Linked DNA regions of Mus musculus: regions 1 and 3 are each linked to region 2. Evidence: chromatin contacts called from public HiCAR-type and promoter capture Hi-C data. All regions are on one chromosome and are shown on one strand. The core of a region is the stretch at or near the end of the contact, and the rest is flanking DNA. Distances in the headings are between cores, read along the strand shown. Region 1 holds the start of Ints9 (integrator complex subunit 9). Region 2 holds the start of Pinx1 (PIN2/TERF1 interacting, telomerase inhibitor 1). Region 3 holds the start of Zfp395 (zinc finger protein 395).

Region 1 (4,553 bases), core at 253-2,752, 1.1 Mb before region 2:
CAGCACACAAGTTTAACCTACTGAGAAACTATTTTGATATTCGGATAGTAATTATTGGATTAATTATTGGATCTACACTGTTTGAAAGGGAAGATAATAATTAGAATACTTCTTTTTCTTTTCTTTCTTTTTAATACTTCCTTTTCTTGATTTCTTTTTCTCTCTCTTTTCTTTATCTTTCTTTCTTTCTTTTTTTGAGACAGGATTTCTCAGTATAACTTCCCTGGCTATCCTAGAACTCAGAGGTCTGCCTGCCTCTGCCTCCTGAGTGCTGGAATTAAAGGTGTGCCACATCTGGTTTCTTTTCGCCAGCTTTTGATTCTGAAAGGGAATGGCTAATTTTCCATTTGCTCCTTCCCTGCTTTAACCTCTGTGTATACGTTAAGCAAGAAGATTTTATGAGTAAAGCAAAAAGTACCTAAGTTCTGATACCCTCCCAAAGAAGTTGTTCTGAGAGGCCAGCCTGGGCTACAAAGAGAATTCCAGGACAGCTAGGGCTACACAGAGAAGCTCTATCTCAAAAAAACAGAAGAAGAGAAAAAAAAAAAAAAGTTGTTCTGGAATAAACGTTTCTGCATCGCTTCTCTCTTAAACAGAACATACCAAACACACTTCACTCTATTGAGGATATTTCTCTCCACGTAGCAATTAGGAAGATTCTACAGTAAGTTGGCAGTGAGAATGTAGGGAATAGGAGGGCGACGACAAGCATTTCACACCTGCGTTCAATTTCCTTATTACTCTATTACTTATTCCATTAAGCTTGAATAAAACAACTTGTTAGAACGGTGTGCTCAGAAAAATGGGGCAAAGCAAATATCTGAAAAGGCCACCTGTCAGCTTAGTGTTTTGCCACACAGTTACTTCTTCAGGAGGCATGTTTTATCTAGAGCTGTTTATTTCAAGCAGGCTTTAGACGGGAATCCTTCAAGGGCACCACCCTTTAGCATCTCTTTCTTGTAATTCGAACTGCAGTTAGGAGTAACAGGACATTTAGACCTTCTGTCTGATCGCTCCTACTTTCTGTTCAGATCGGAATCCAGCCTCGCAATATCAGTAGGAGTCCACTCAAGTGCTCATTAAGTGGAAAGTGGTTGATGATCTATTATAGCTCTCAGGTGCAGGCTGAGAAACATGACCAAACCAAAGTTTTGGAGCCTATCTTTAGCCCAAGGGTGAAGAAATGTAACATACAACCTCACGTGCGGCCAAAGGGATCTGCCAAACAGTAATGAAGACCTCCTGACAGATGCAGGAGCTGTGGGATGTGAGCAAGCGGGAATTCAAATCCCAATCGCAAAACCCAGCTCACTTTATAATTTTTAAGTGCTGACCTCCCTCCGTGATAAATCATGGTGGAGGCGACAGACTCCAAAGATATATAGCATTCATTACCTTTGCCCTCTGACTTAGTAGTGGAAACTCACCAGTTTCATATCGGACTTTTGGTTGTTCAGTACCAGTCTCTTCACTTCTAAAGACAGGGAAGGATCTTCCGGTTTAATCTCTATAGCCCAGAGCATCGCGGGACTTGGAGTCTTCACTCCTTAAGCATTTTCCAGAGCCTCACGGGAAATGTAGTTTTACTGCAGGTATCATGGGCACTGTGGGCGTCTTTCCTTTTCCTCCCTTTTCTCTCTAATCACCTCCTTCCGTCCGCTCAAATTCATCGCCGCCGCCAATTCATCCTTCCTTTCCATCCCAGCATGATATCATGTCCCTCATCTGGGTCTAGCATCCATGGTATTCTGGGATGTGTAGTCCGCACGATTTCAGCTCCCAGCTCCCCTCCTCCCTGTGGGAAGGCGTATGGGCGCAGTGCCTGCTGGAAGCTGTAGTTCCCTAGGGCCTCAGACCCTCAACTCTGCACTTTTCCTCTAGGGAACCGGAAACTACAACTCCCAGGGATGCCCAGCGGCAGCAGGTGGGAGCGGGGCTGTTGCTATCAATATGGCGGTTGTCAGCCAGACAAAGACAGTCAGTCTGATGTGATTGAGACAAGGGAGGTTTTCAGGGGGAGACTGGGAGATAGGGGCCTCCCCTCCCCCCTAGGCTCTTCCTGCGCGGGCCTGGAGCCCTCCTCAGCCCCTCCCGCAGGGCGCCCCGCGGTGAAGATCCCCTCCCCCTCCCGCCTTCCTCCTCCCTCCCTCAGCCTTGCACTGGGACGCTGGGGAGGGGGCTGAGCAGGGTGCAGAGAACTCTCAGCTGGATTTCCAAGGTGAGTGGGGTCGTTTGCAAGCTGGACTGCCTCAAGTCTCTTTTCCTCACTTCTCTCATTACTTTAAGGAAAAAAAAATGTCGAGATGTTTGGGGGGGAGAGAAAGTGAGTAGGCGCCACAGATGGGTCTCTGGAGTAGCCAGGTTGAGCATAGGGGAGCAAGTAGGGGTACTTCCGAGGGGGCGGCCGTGCGCGGGCTGTGGGGTGGGGCAGTTTGTGAGGGGCGGGCGTGGAGAGGCGTCGATGGCTTCCCAACTTCTCTCTGGTCTTCAGGACCGGCGGAAGGTTTGAATCCTGGAGTTGGGGGGTCTTCCTGCTTGGGAGTTTGAGAAACTGTAAGGTGGTTTCGAGGTGTGCTGGTTTGTTTGGGGAGTGTCTCGCTGTGTTTTAAACTGTGACGTGTACTTGGGTGCTGCGATCGTCTTGAAGGAATGTCTGTAGATGGTAAGTTAGATGGCTGGAGTCAGAGATAAGCGGCCTGGGCTTGGGAAGCACGCAGGAGTCCCGGGCTGGACTTTTGGTCCAAGGATCTTGTGCAGGGTTTGGGGGGGCTCAGTAACTCGTTAGTGTCTGGGCGCCCAGCTCACACTCGGTGCCCTACTCTGGGCCAGTCTCCACCCCAAACTCCCGGCAGGACTATATAGATGATGTGATGTGGAGATGCATCTTTGCCTCAAGTCGGCAGCTAAAGGTGGGAAAGGAAAAGTGTCTCTTAGTATTTTATTCCGGAACCGTGTTTGGGTTACACTATTGGGGCTACTTTGAAAGGAGTCCTCCACCCACCTTCACCCCGAAACAGTAAGTAGAGGTATCTTGTCATCTTCATGCTCAGTAGCTTGCCAGTTATTTAAAATTCGGGAACGTGGGGCTGGGAATCTCGAGTGCTAAATGCCATCCGCATCGCTGTCTTCTAATGAGACAGAACGTCTGCTCTGTATCCTGAGGTAGATAAGGCGACTTATTTTCGTAGTTGAAAAAACTGTTGGAAATTTTTTGCGGAGAAGAGGGTTGACTGTGCGCTGAAAGGCGCTGTGGTCTTTTTTTGTTTTTTGTTTTTTGTTTTTTGTTGTTTGTTTTGTTTTTTCTTCTACCCCACCCTGTTCTGTGTCACAAATGCTTGAAAACTGGTATGGAAGAGTGAGGAAGCATTGGGTGAGTGAAGCAAAGAATGCACTTAGCAGTAAAGATACACGCTTCGTAAAGTTGAATGATAAAAGTGATTGCTATTTTTATTTTTGTCTGAAGCTTAAAAAAACCCTCGTCTGTTATATAGGGTATAGTCACGTGCCCCTTTTTCTGGGGACCTGCAGATAATAGAAATCTTTGCCTTCTCTTTCCTATCTTTCCTTAGCTTCCTCTCTCCCCCACCCCCTTCCTTCCTTCCTTCCTTCCTTCCTTCCTTCCTTCCTTGGCACAGAACATTTCTCTTCCCGATGGACATAATACCTCCTGTACTTTTTTGCTTAGTTTGTGCTAATATGGGCTGTGCTTTTTGTGGTTTCACTATAAAATGCATCGTTAAGTGAAAAGGACCCGAATTTGTTGTTATTTTGCATTTATGCCACAAGTCATTATCACATCAGGTTTGCAGTGCTTTGCATTAAACTTATTAAAATTGCACGGCTAAGTTGCTGGATCTGGTTGTATTATGCTTATAAGTCAAGTTTGGGAAATTTTATTTTATTTTTCCATTTTCAATTAGGGTTGGAATGAAACATCTCTTGTTTCTCACAGTCTTGAATATTTAATGACATTACACCAGGAGAATTTAAGATCATACATTTTGTACTCCCTCAGTCCAAAATACATCTTCTTCAATCACTCTCTGTGATAATTTTGTGATATCATAGACTTTTAAATCACTAAAAGAATAATTGGCATTATTTCTATTTTGACTTGAGAATTTCATGTATTATGTGTTTGGTCAAGAATGTGTTAGTTCTTGAGTTCTTCTGTTAGCTATGGGCTTTTAGATTCCATAGCATCACACTGGGATTTATGGTAGTTTTAGTCTTTGATTTGAAATTTCTGCTGTTGATCATTCCCACAGATAAGGGGACTGTGTTTGCATGAAGTTGAGTGTTAAGTATGTGAATGGACCTAAATATAATTTTGTACACAGTGTGCTGTTCCAAGCTGAGCCTATGGTTTGTTGAAGACCAGGATTTTCAGAATTACTTGTTTGAGGCTTTATCTTAACCTGAAACATTATTTTTCAAAAACTGGAAGAAAATTCCATGTAACAACAAAATAGTTGTTTACTTGTAGTTTTCCAAAATGTATTCTAGTAGATATTGAATTTTTACATGTTTAATAATCATTTTAGATATGACAA
Region 2 (4,714 bases), core at 1,009-3,508:
CTCTGCTTATTCAACACCATCATGGATTCACTTAGCCTCCAGAACCATCTGTGGCACTTCACATACCACTTGCACTGTGCTGTTTATACCCATCTTCCCTCCCTTAAGTGTCATAATCAATCCTTCATCCTTACACCTCATTACAAGGAAGATAAAAAACACTCTGTCCATAGTGGCACCTGATAAGGATGCATGGATACATAAAGGAGTCTGGTAGGAGAGAAGTAAAGGAAGAAAGGAAAAAGGAATGAATAGCTGAAATAAGGGGAACGGCCCTGGGTTTCAGGTAAAGCTTTCTCCGAAATGAATATAAATAACTGGTCCCTAAGAACTCAAGCTTATCACTGTAGCTTTATTGTCTGCTATCTGAGACAGTCGGGCTCTGTAGCCTAGGGTGGCCTTGAACTGGTAACCATCCTCCACCACTTGGCAGGGATCACAGGCATGAGCCATCACATCTGGCTTCACTATTACAAATTTGAGGAAAAACTATGACCCACTAGGTCAATAGAACATGAATCTGAACCTAAAGGTGAGGCCAAGTAAGAAATCCGGAGATTGAATGTCATTACTGCTAACCCATGGCATTCATTGAAGCACACTAACATCAATGGCCTCAAAACTGAAAAAGATCACAACATCTACTCAAAAGAGCTCACTGTGTTGCACGTAAAATCAGTAGGGATCCTTATCTATAAACACCCCAGCAAAACCAAGAAACACTATAAGCATGCAGGCCGGGGGTGGGGGAGGGCACCACAAAGCAAACTGAGTTGTGGATTCAAATTTGCAGTGCTATACCTGGGGAGGGAAAGCTGATCCAAAAACTTGTTCCATAGATACCAGCTCAACAACCTGGTATATAATATACTCAGCACAACACTGTCTTGCTCATGAGCACAGCAAAGACAGCCATATTAACCAGTGCTCTGCATGTGTGTGTCAGACCCATGTGTGGAGAATGCCTGCCAAGGGTTGCTGACCAAGGTTTGTAAGGAGCCCGCCTCTCCCCTAAGAAAGGCATCCCTGTCACATACTGACCCAAGATGCACTGCCCTGCTGCATAAAGAACTGGCTGTCAGGTCACTTGTTCATCCTGTATACCACTGACATTCCAAACTAGATTCATCCAGTTACCTCACTAAAATCTTTAAAGCCTGGGTGAGGCAGAGACTAGTTCATTTTCATGGAAGTAGAGACCAGGTGAACTGCCAGGAAGAGGGATCTACCTAGAAAGAGCAGTTTCCAGTCTATAACCTATTGAGCTGCCTTCAGGAAAAGCAGTGTGCTCCACTAAAACATGCTTTGTTCTAAAACGCCACAGTGACTTTTTTTGTTTGTTTGTTTTGTTTTTTCGAGACAGGGTTTCTCTGTGTAGCCCTGGCTATCCTGGAACTCACTCTGTAGACCAGACTGGCCTCGAACTCAGAAATTCGCCTGCCTCTGCCTCCCGAGGGCTGGGGTTAAAGGAGTTCGCCACCACTGCCCGATAGACACGATGGCATCTTTTAAAAAAGAAAATAATATGTTTATGTTCTTTGATAGCTACACAACTTCCAGGAAAAGTTAAAAGCCAGTTCTTTGTGAGCATCACACGACTGCCAACTGGTGGCAAGAATCCATAGCTACACGTAGTCTCATTCAGGAACAAAGTAGCTTCTGGGGAGGGAATTAGTGGACTTCAGAGGCTAACCACAGCTACTATCTCTCAGTCTCGATTAAAACCATTCATCAGCCTGCACTCCGGTCAAGAACTTATCACTGCCTGACACTTGTAATCCTTCTGCTTTTTTCCTCTGGGTCCAATACATTTTGGACAGTTGGAATTCAGGGCCTGAAGCGATGCTATGGGACCTATCTTTGTGAAACCCCAGGACACTTGGTTCGAGCCTGGAAAAGTGAAAGAATCTCCAGGAACAACAGTCTGAGACTCGGTGTCCTGAATGTCGGAATGCACGCGTGCGCGCACGACCCGAGCCTTTAGTACCAGGAACTGAGTCTGCGGGACGTTGCTGTTCTCTGTCCCTCGCGGGCCCGGCAGTCACTGCTGTCCCCACTCGGGCCTGAACACCCGCGCCCCCGTCATCCCATCACCCGGTCGTCCAGCTCGGCAGACACTCACGCTCTGCTAGCATCGACATTGTCTCAAGTTTGTCGAACGCTGCCTCTGGCCTGACGCCCAGCGGTTATGAGGAACCTGAAGCGCGGTTAAGGAAGAAGCCGGCTCGGAAAGCACGCCGGGTGGAGAGCTTCGCTGGGGCGCGTACTACTGACGTCACCACGCGCGACTCGCTACCAACTGCATGAAGCGGAGGGGCGGACCCGCCTTGGGGGACTGAGGCACAGATTCTTTCTAGGGCTGGGGCAGAGCTGGTTCGTGCGCAGTTCGCAGTTTAACTCTGAAAGCGGGTGTGCAAGCAACCTTAGAGTTGTCCGGGGTTCTGTGAACCATGGGTACATTTAAAGAGCTGGAGAGACGGCCGAAGAGGAAGGTATTGGCACTGGAAGGGACCTATGCTCTTCACACTCTACCTCTGCCCATTGTGGGATGCTGAGAGAGGAGGGAGGGAGGGAGAGAAGGCAGAAACAGCCACCTAGCTGGCAAAGTCAAATGAAACACCGTGGTTTTGTGCTTAACGGCCGGCCGAGAAATGTTAACTCTTTCGTGGTCTTCGCTGTGACAGACTTAAATCCCAGAGGCCTTTCCCAGTTCCATCGCTCTCCCTGGCATTTTTGCTCAATGCGTCCTGTCACATTCTGTTCCCTCTTTTTGCTGTCCTGTCTCCTCCAAAGGTGTGACCTCAGCTATCTCCCACGCTGTTTATTTGCCCTTTTTTCCTCTAGCCTCTCCCTTCAACGTCCCTTTCTTTGTCAAGGCTTCGACTTCCAAATAGACCTTAGCTTTTCTCAAATCTTCTTTGTTTAGCCATGCCTTCAGCACCGGCCAGTGCCCTTACCTTCCAAAGGCTCTTCTTCCCTCGTTTTGTCTTTCCTTAGGAAGGTCACATCCATTTTTCATCAGACCTAACAAGATACCATGTAGACCCCCGATGCACTCAGGGCAACTCTTCTATGATGCAGTGTGCTGGTGAAATAGGGCTGTGCTGGAGGACCTGAGAATCAGGCATGACTGTCACGTTTACCTACCTGTAAGATGAGGACATTGATAGCCCCCAGCCAAGAATGATTGTGTACTTGACCACCAATTATTAACAAGAAAGAAGAGGCAGTAAATGTGACCGTGTGGCAATGGGGCTGGGTCTGACCAAATCACCTACTTAGGATATCTGGGCTTTGCCCCAAATCCTTTCCCTTTCCCTGGGCCAGGGTTCCTGTTCTAGATAACCAAGCCCAAGCCCAGGTAAACGGTGAGCTTTAAAGAAGGAGGGCACACAGGAGCATTTCCTCACATTCAGTGAGGACACCAGCTTTGATGTATGACCCCTCACTCCTCTCTAAAAGATCTTTACAGGACAAGGCAGATTCACCAAAGAGTAGAATTCCTGGTGAGTGTCCCTGGATCACAGCATCAGCTACCTTTGAAAGTCTTTGTCCTTTGTTTGTTTGAAAACATCTTTGGGGAGCATCGTAAACTTCTATTGTCCATTAACCCCAGTTTAAGAAGAATTGGAGGAGCAAGTGTGGAGAGGACAGAAAGGAAAGTATGCAATCCACGCAGCCCTGGAGTCTGAAGCAAGTTTATTAGGGCACTGTATGGAACCTGTTTCTATCCTGGCTTTGCCTAGAGCAGAAACTAGTCTTGGTGATTAAAAAAAAAAAAAGTAAGCTAGTAAATTATTTAATCATTGTAGAAATAAAAGGCAACCGGAAAAGTTCCTGAGACTGTCAGTGTGAAGTTTAGCATGCATTATGTAAAAAATATTCTGTAGCTGTGAGAGTGAAACTCCTGCTCTCTGCTAAATCCTCAGTGATTCTCCGGGAAGAGAGCAGGTTGACATGATTCATTTGTGCCTTCTACCGTCATTCCTCTTTCATTATTAATATTGGCTAATGGGGCTCGGAATTCAGCCATGTGTAGCCTGAACCTGACTGAGCAAGGGGTCGCCGTATCCTTTCCTAGAGCTAGCCATGGTGTGCTGTTCCCAGGAAGAAAGACTGTGCTGAGTGGAATTCCCGAGTGGAATTCCCGATTCAAGGTGACTTTTTTGAAACATCAGAGGTAAAAAGTAAAAGTTGTCACAGCTCAAAACAGAAAAAGAAAGATGGGCAAAGGGAGAGGGAGGTTAGAAACGGGAATGGCTCAATCGATGCTTGTCTTGTCGTCAGAAAATATGCTCATGCTTGCTTCTTTACTACACAGAATGGCCAGGGGCTGATAAGAGGTCAGTAACCTCCTAGGGATGGGGTGCATGGCAGCAGTTGGCCCTGGTAGCTTCGGGGATTGTTAGCAATAGTCCCTCCCACAACTGGCAGGGACATGGAAGCTCAGAGAGAAGAGCAGACCCACTATAAGGAGACTAACTCATGGGCTGAAACCTTCACCCCCAAGGAGATGGGATGAGGAAGTGGTGCCTTTAAGGGTGTGTGTGCATGATCATGACCAAGGAGCCTCAGGATGGGATTGGTGCTTTTCAGAGAGAGAGAGAGAGAGAGAGAGAGAGAGAGAGAGAGAGAGAGAGAATGAGAAGCCAGATGTCCTCTTCTCTCATATGCTCTAAGAATGCAGCAGCATGACAGCCTCTGGTAACCAGGA
Region 3 (4,538 bases), core at 1,757-4,256, 1.5 Mb before region 2:
ACTCGTGTCTGTTCTGTACAACTGTTACTGTCAGGAAAAAATGCCTGTGACGGCTCAGGCCTGCCAAGGCAGGAGGATTGCTGTGAATTCAAGGCTCCTGGGTTACAGAGCAAGAAGGACTGAAGAGAAAGAAGGAAAAGAAAGGGAGAAGAGGAAAGGGAAAAGAAGGGGAGGACGACAAGGGAAGAAGAGAAAAGGAGAGGAAGGTAGAAAAGAGGAAGGAACCAAAGGAAAGAACAGGAGAAAGGAGGAGAGAACATGGCCCTTACGGCCTCCAGTCCCATCCCTCAAGCTCCTCTCCCCCTCAATTCACTGATTCTGCATCTCAGAGAAGTAAGCAGCTGAAACGAAAATCCCAGCTCATGCCACAACCTTCTGTAACCTTATTCTTCAAATTCAGATGTTGCACGCTGACACTTGGGGGATTTGTTCAGCAAATCACCCTAAGTCACTCTTGCAAAAGAGAGCAGACTCCAGTGGACAGGAAAAAAAATTCAAAAGAGTGCCGGCTCCCTTCTATGCCTTCTCACCAGAATCCTGAGACAGGGTTACTGGATGGGACTGGGATAAACCAGACCCACACAAAAGGTCCTAAATTCCTGTCTTCCTTTAACTGGTCTTGCTGTTCATCCCTCTCTGCACAAACAGTGCAGGAGACTTACATCTCGGTAAAGAGTAAAGTTCAGCACGCAGCAGAGTCTAACATTCTCCTCCAGCAAAGCCCACCCCACTTCCCTCCACCCCCACCCCTGCTTACAATAAATGGCCTCATTTCCCTAGAAGCCCACTCCCCGGCATTGCTCCTCCACATCCAGGGCCAAATCCAGACAGTGTCCAGTAAAAGGTCAAAACAGAAGCCCTGCAGGTCAGACCCTCAGTCCTGCATGGATTCTCTGCTGCTCCTACAACCAAAACAACTGCGAGCTTGTTCCCTGGGTTCCCTGACGGGTCTCCATACACTCTGCTCCAGGGCATAACCTATCAGAGCCACAGTTACTAACACCAACATACCTACTTCCAGATAAAACAAAAGAGACCTCTCTAGGGCCCAAGTGGCAATCATCTTCTCTGCAAAACACACATTTTAGAGTCCGGTTAACAACTACAGCAGCTCCAGGCCCTGGTGTGTGATCAGCTTCCTCCAGGAATTAATTCCTATTCATTTCTTCCCTTCACCCACCCCGTCAACAGATTACTTCAACAGCAGTGTCTTCCAGTAAAACCAAGTCCAAACCCACAGCACTCCAAAAGTGCAACAGGCTACTTCACTGGTCTGTCTCCTAACATCAGATTCAAAACTCTTTACCAATATCCTTGTTACCTCATCCCCTGGTCTACTGTCTTCCCAGTCCACCCTGGATAAAAGTCCAATTCTCAGTCTGACTTTCTAGGACTTTCACAATCTCAGCCACTATTCCTCTCTCTATCTCTTACTGTTCAGGAAACATTCCAGGAGGGCCAAGGCCATCTCCTGGACTCTAGAGAAACCCATATTCATCTCCACTTTGTATCCCATTTTCATAAATCCCATCTTTCAAGGACACATAGCCCAGGCCTGGTAATTCCAGTCCATAGCTCCCTCCCTCCCTGTGACCTCCAACAGCACCCAGTTCTGCACCTGGCATTGTGACAACTAACTGTGCCCCATCTGGAGTCATATTTCACATGCTCAAGTCTTTCTATGTCCTCCAAGAGATTACAAGCCCCGACGGGTGTTATCTATGAGTCTTCTATTGCCTTTCTCACCAAGACAAGCAAGCCCTTGGACATCCTTTTGTAAACTTGTCACCTGTGAACTCCTCCTTCTGACTGAGTCTTGCCAGGGAATTATCCACAGGTGGAAATTATTTCAAACTGAGTTCCGTATTCCCTTCCCCACCTTTATCTCCCATGCCTCCTGTGCCTGAGCCTGCACAGTAACTTTGCAGCCCTTGCACGTTCATTTGCATTTGAGCTCTCAAATCATTTCTCTCTCATAGCTTTCAGAGACATCATCCAGAAAGCTTGGCAGTGGGAAGAGGGCAGAGTGGCTTCTCAGAGGTACCTGTGGGCTAACCAATTTCCTTGTGTTTCACCCTTCCAAAGCAAGAACCTCTATTTACACAACCCCCCTTAGAAGGATGTCCTCAGGCTACAATACCTGTTGATTGCTCAGTTTGAAACAAACTGCTCCACTTTACACCATTCTGTTAAGGGATCTTGCAGAAAGCAGTGAAGAACTATAGATAGCCCCTGTGCCATGGCCTGGCATCATGGGAACCCATGCCTGGTGGAAGTCCTCCAGAACCACAGGAAAGGGAGGGATGGAAAACAGGGCTCCTGCAAGATTGCTGGCAGGTGGGTCTCTTTAGATCTCCAAGAGGGCCCTAAAGTGAAGGTGCAGAGCCTTAACTCCCAGGCAGGAAGCCTTGGAATTGTTTGCCCATGACAAACTCCCTTTGCAGGCCCCCATGGGCCACTCCAGAGGCCCACAGTGCCACGGCCCGGGAGGGACCCGGGGTGAGCCCGGAAGGCTTAGAGCCAAGGGGGCGGCGAAAGGGGCCGCAAGAAGGGGGTTGAGAGAGGGTGTGTCGCGAGGCCAGTCCCGCAGCACGGCACTCTCTGGTTATGGAGAGGGCAGGGGCGCGCATAGCGCAGGGCTGACGGCTCAGCCGGAAAGGGAGCAGGTTAACAGGTCAGTGTGGCCCCGCGAGGCCACTCCCGGCCACCACTCAAAGTTGGGAGGGAGATCGGGCCGTAGGACCCGCGACATAAACAAGGCGACGCGTGAGAGGGAGAGCGGCCACCCCCACCCAGTCACCCCGCCAGCGCCGCAGCAGCCCCGGTCCTGCCCGGGCCGCGCGAGCCTCCCGGGTCTCCCACCCACCCCTGGCTGTCGGCCCCAAACCCGGGCTGCAACCCATGCGAGGTCCCGCGCGCAGCTCACCTCGGCCGGCCACTGACCCAGACAGCTCGGCTCCCTGCAGCGGCCGCGGCCCTGCCCGCCACCGGCGCGGCCCCTGCACTGCGCCGCCTCCCGCGCCGCCGCCTTCGCGCCCACCTGGCCGGCCTGCCCTCCCTCTCCGGGACACTGCGCTCACGTACGCGGCCGCGGCCACAACCCGGCCCGGATTCCCCCGCCCGGGAAGGGAGCGCGCCGAGCCGCTCGCAGCCAGTCCGCCCGCGAGCCAGCCAGACGCAGGGACACACCCCCGGCCACGCGCGCGCACGACTCGCGCGCCCCCAGCCCCAGCCCCGGACGTGCGCGCGCGCGCTCCACACACCCTGCTTGGCGGTACACAGTGGGCGCTCAATAAGTGCTGGAGCGACTCCTCTCACACATGCGCACTTGAACCTGACCGAGTTGTGACCCACTTCCCCAGCCCCCACCCCGAAATCCGAGCGTTCAGCACCACCCGGAACCGAACTAGCGTATCTGCTACCCCCGCGCCTCCTTTTTTTTTTTTTTGACTCCCCCCCCGACCCCCCCCCCAACTGAACTGCAAACCCAACCAAAGTTTCTGGCTGTTGTTTTTCCAGCGCGCCCCAGGGCGGGAAAGGAAGCCAGAAGCTCTAGGCGCCAGGGACAGGAGCTTGGCGAGGGCGACAGGGACCCGAGGCCGGGTAGCGGGAGGCGGCGCGCGAGGGCGGAAGCGCTTGAAAACCCAACCTTTCCATTTCGCTTTGGACCAAGAGTGTTCTTCTCCAGTTTTATGACTTTTATTCGTTTGTAGTTGTAGCGCGAGGCGATGTTTACTGTTTCTGGAATTAAATAGGAGAAAGTTAACTATTAGCCTTCAGCCCTTGTGTAAACAATACCGGTTGCTTTTTGGCACCGTTAGGCTCTGGCTTTTGGATAATTTGTAACAGGGAGAATCGAAGCGGTTCCATTGTGTAGTTCTGTGTTTTTTCTAGATAAGGCCAAGGACAGTGGAGAGGGGTGTGTGCGAATGTCTAAGTGTGTGTGAGTGTGTGTGTGTGTGTGTGTTTACAATCAAATTTAATGAGTAAAAGAGTAATAGCCCCTCCCTTCTCAAAAAAAAAGTTTTAAAATACTTCGAAGTTGCAGTTCACCTCCAATTTTGGACTTCCTGTGTTTCTAGGAGGCCGTGGAGTGTTAGTAGAGCTTGGGAATCACATCCCATTTTAAGAGCTGAGTTAGCATTGGCATCTTTAGCAGGTTCAGCCCTAAACACATCAGCTTCTTGATCTATAAAACAAAGCAGTGTAACTAGAGATAGTGCCTAGCTCACGGCAAATGAAAAACAATATGTCCTGGGAACTGGCAAGAGGGCTCGTGGGTAACACTGCTTGTGACCAAGTCTGATGTCACAAGTTAGAGCCCCAACATGCACAACATAGCGGAGGGAATCAACTCCAGCCCTGTACATACACAATAAATACATTTTAAAAAAATAGTATGTCCTTTTTTCTGCCCTCAACTATTTGTTGAAATAAAATTATCCAACTGGAATCAAAATTCCTACAGGAGATGATTCTCAACTAGGGGTGATTTTTTTTATCCCTAATAATATTAATTTGTCCTTAAAATATCTAGA

The links. Promoter capture Hi-C pulls out the DNA fragments that hold promoters and counts their contacts. HiCAR-type assays count read pairs that join an accessible place to other places.
Region 1: a promoter capture Hi-C map of pre-B cells shows a contact between it and region 2, with 3 times the contacts expected there. The contact joins the promoter of Ints9 here to the promoter of Pinx1 in region 2. A contact is called at or near these places in 2 of 39 promoter capture datasets (liver and pre-B cells) and 1 of 115 datasets of contacts at active chromatin or transcription factors (astrocytes).
Region 3: a contact with region 2 is called in a HiCAR-type map of astrocytes, with 5 times the contacts expected there. The contact joins the promoter of Zfp395 here to the promoter of Pinx1 in region 2. A contact is called at or near these places in 3 of 39 promoter capture datasets (the C10 cell line, liver and pre-B cells) and 1 of 115 datasets of contacts at active chromatin or transcription factors (astrocytes).

Annotation. Positions count from the first base shown.
Region 1 is chr14:64,947,242-64,951,794 of GRCm38.p6, reverse strand. Ints9 (integrator complex subunit 9) reads right to left here and starts at 1,502. Exons shown (of 17, transcript NM_153414.5): 1 at 1,428-1,502. The coding sequence starts at 1,436. It overlaps Hmbox1 (homeobox containing 1), which reads left to right and starts at 1,938. Exons shown (of 10, transcript NM_177338.6): 1 at 1,938-2,218.
Region 2 is chr14:63,857,856-63,862,569 of GRCm38.p6, reverse strand. It overlaps Pinx1 (PIN2/TERF1 interacting, telomerase inhibitor 1), which reads right to left and starts at 2,258. Exons shown (of 7, transcript NM_028228.3): 1 at 2,123-2,258. The coding sequence starts at 2,141.
Region 3 is chr14:65,357,144-65,361,681 of GRCm38.p6, reverse strand. Zfp395 (zinc finger protein 395) reads right to left here and starts at 3,006. Exons shown (of 10, transcript NM_199029.2): 1 at 2,927-3,006.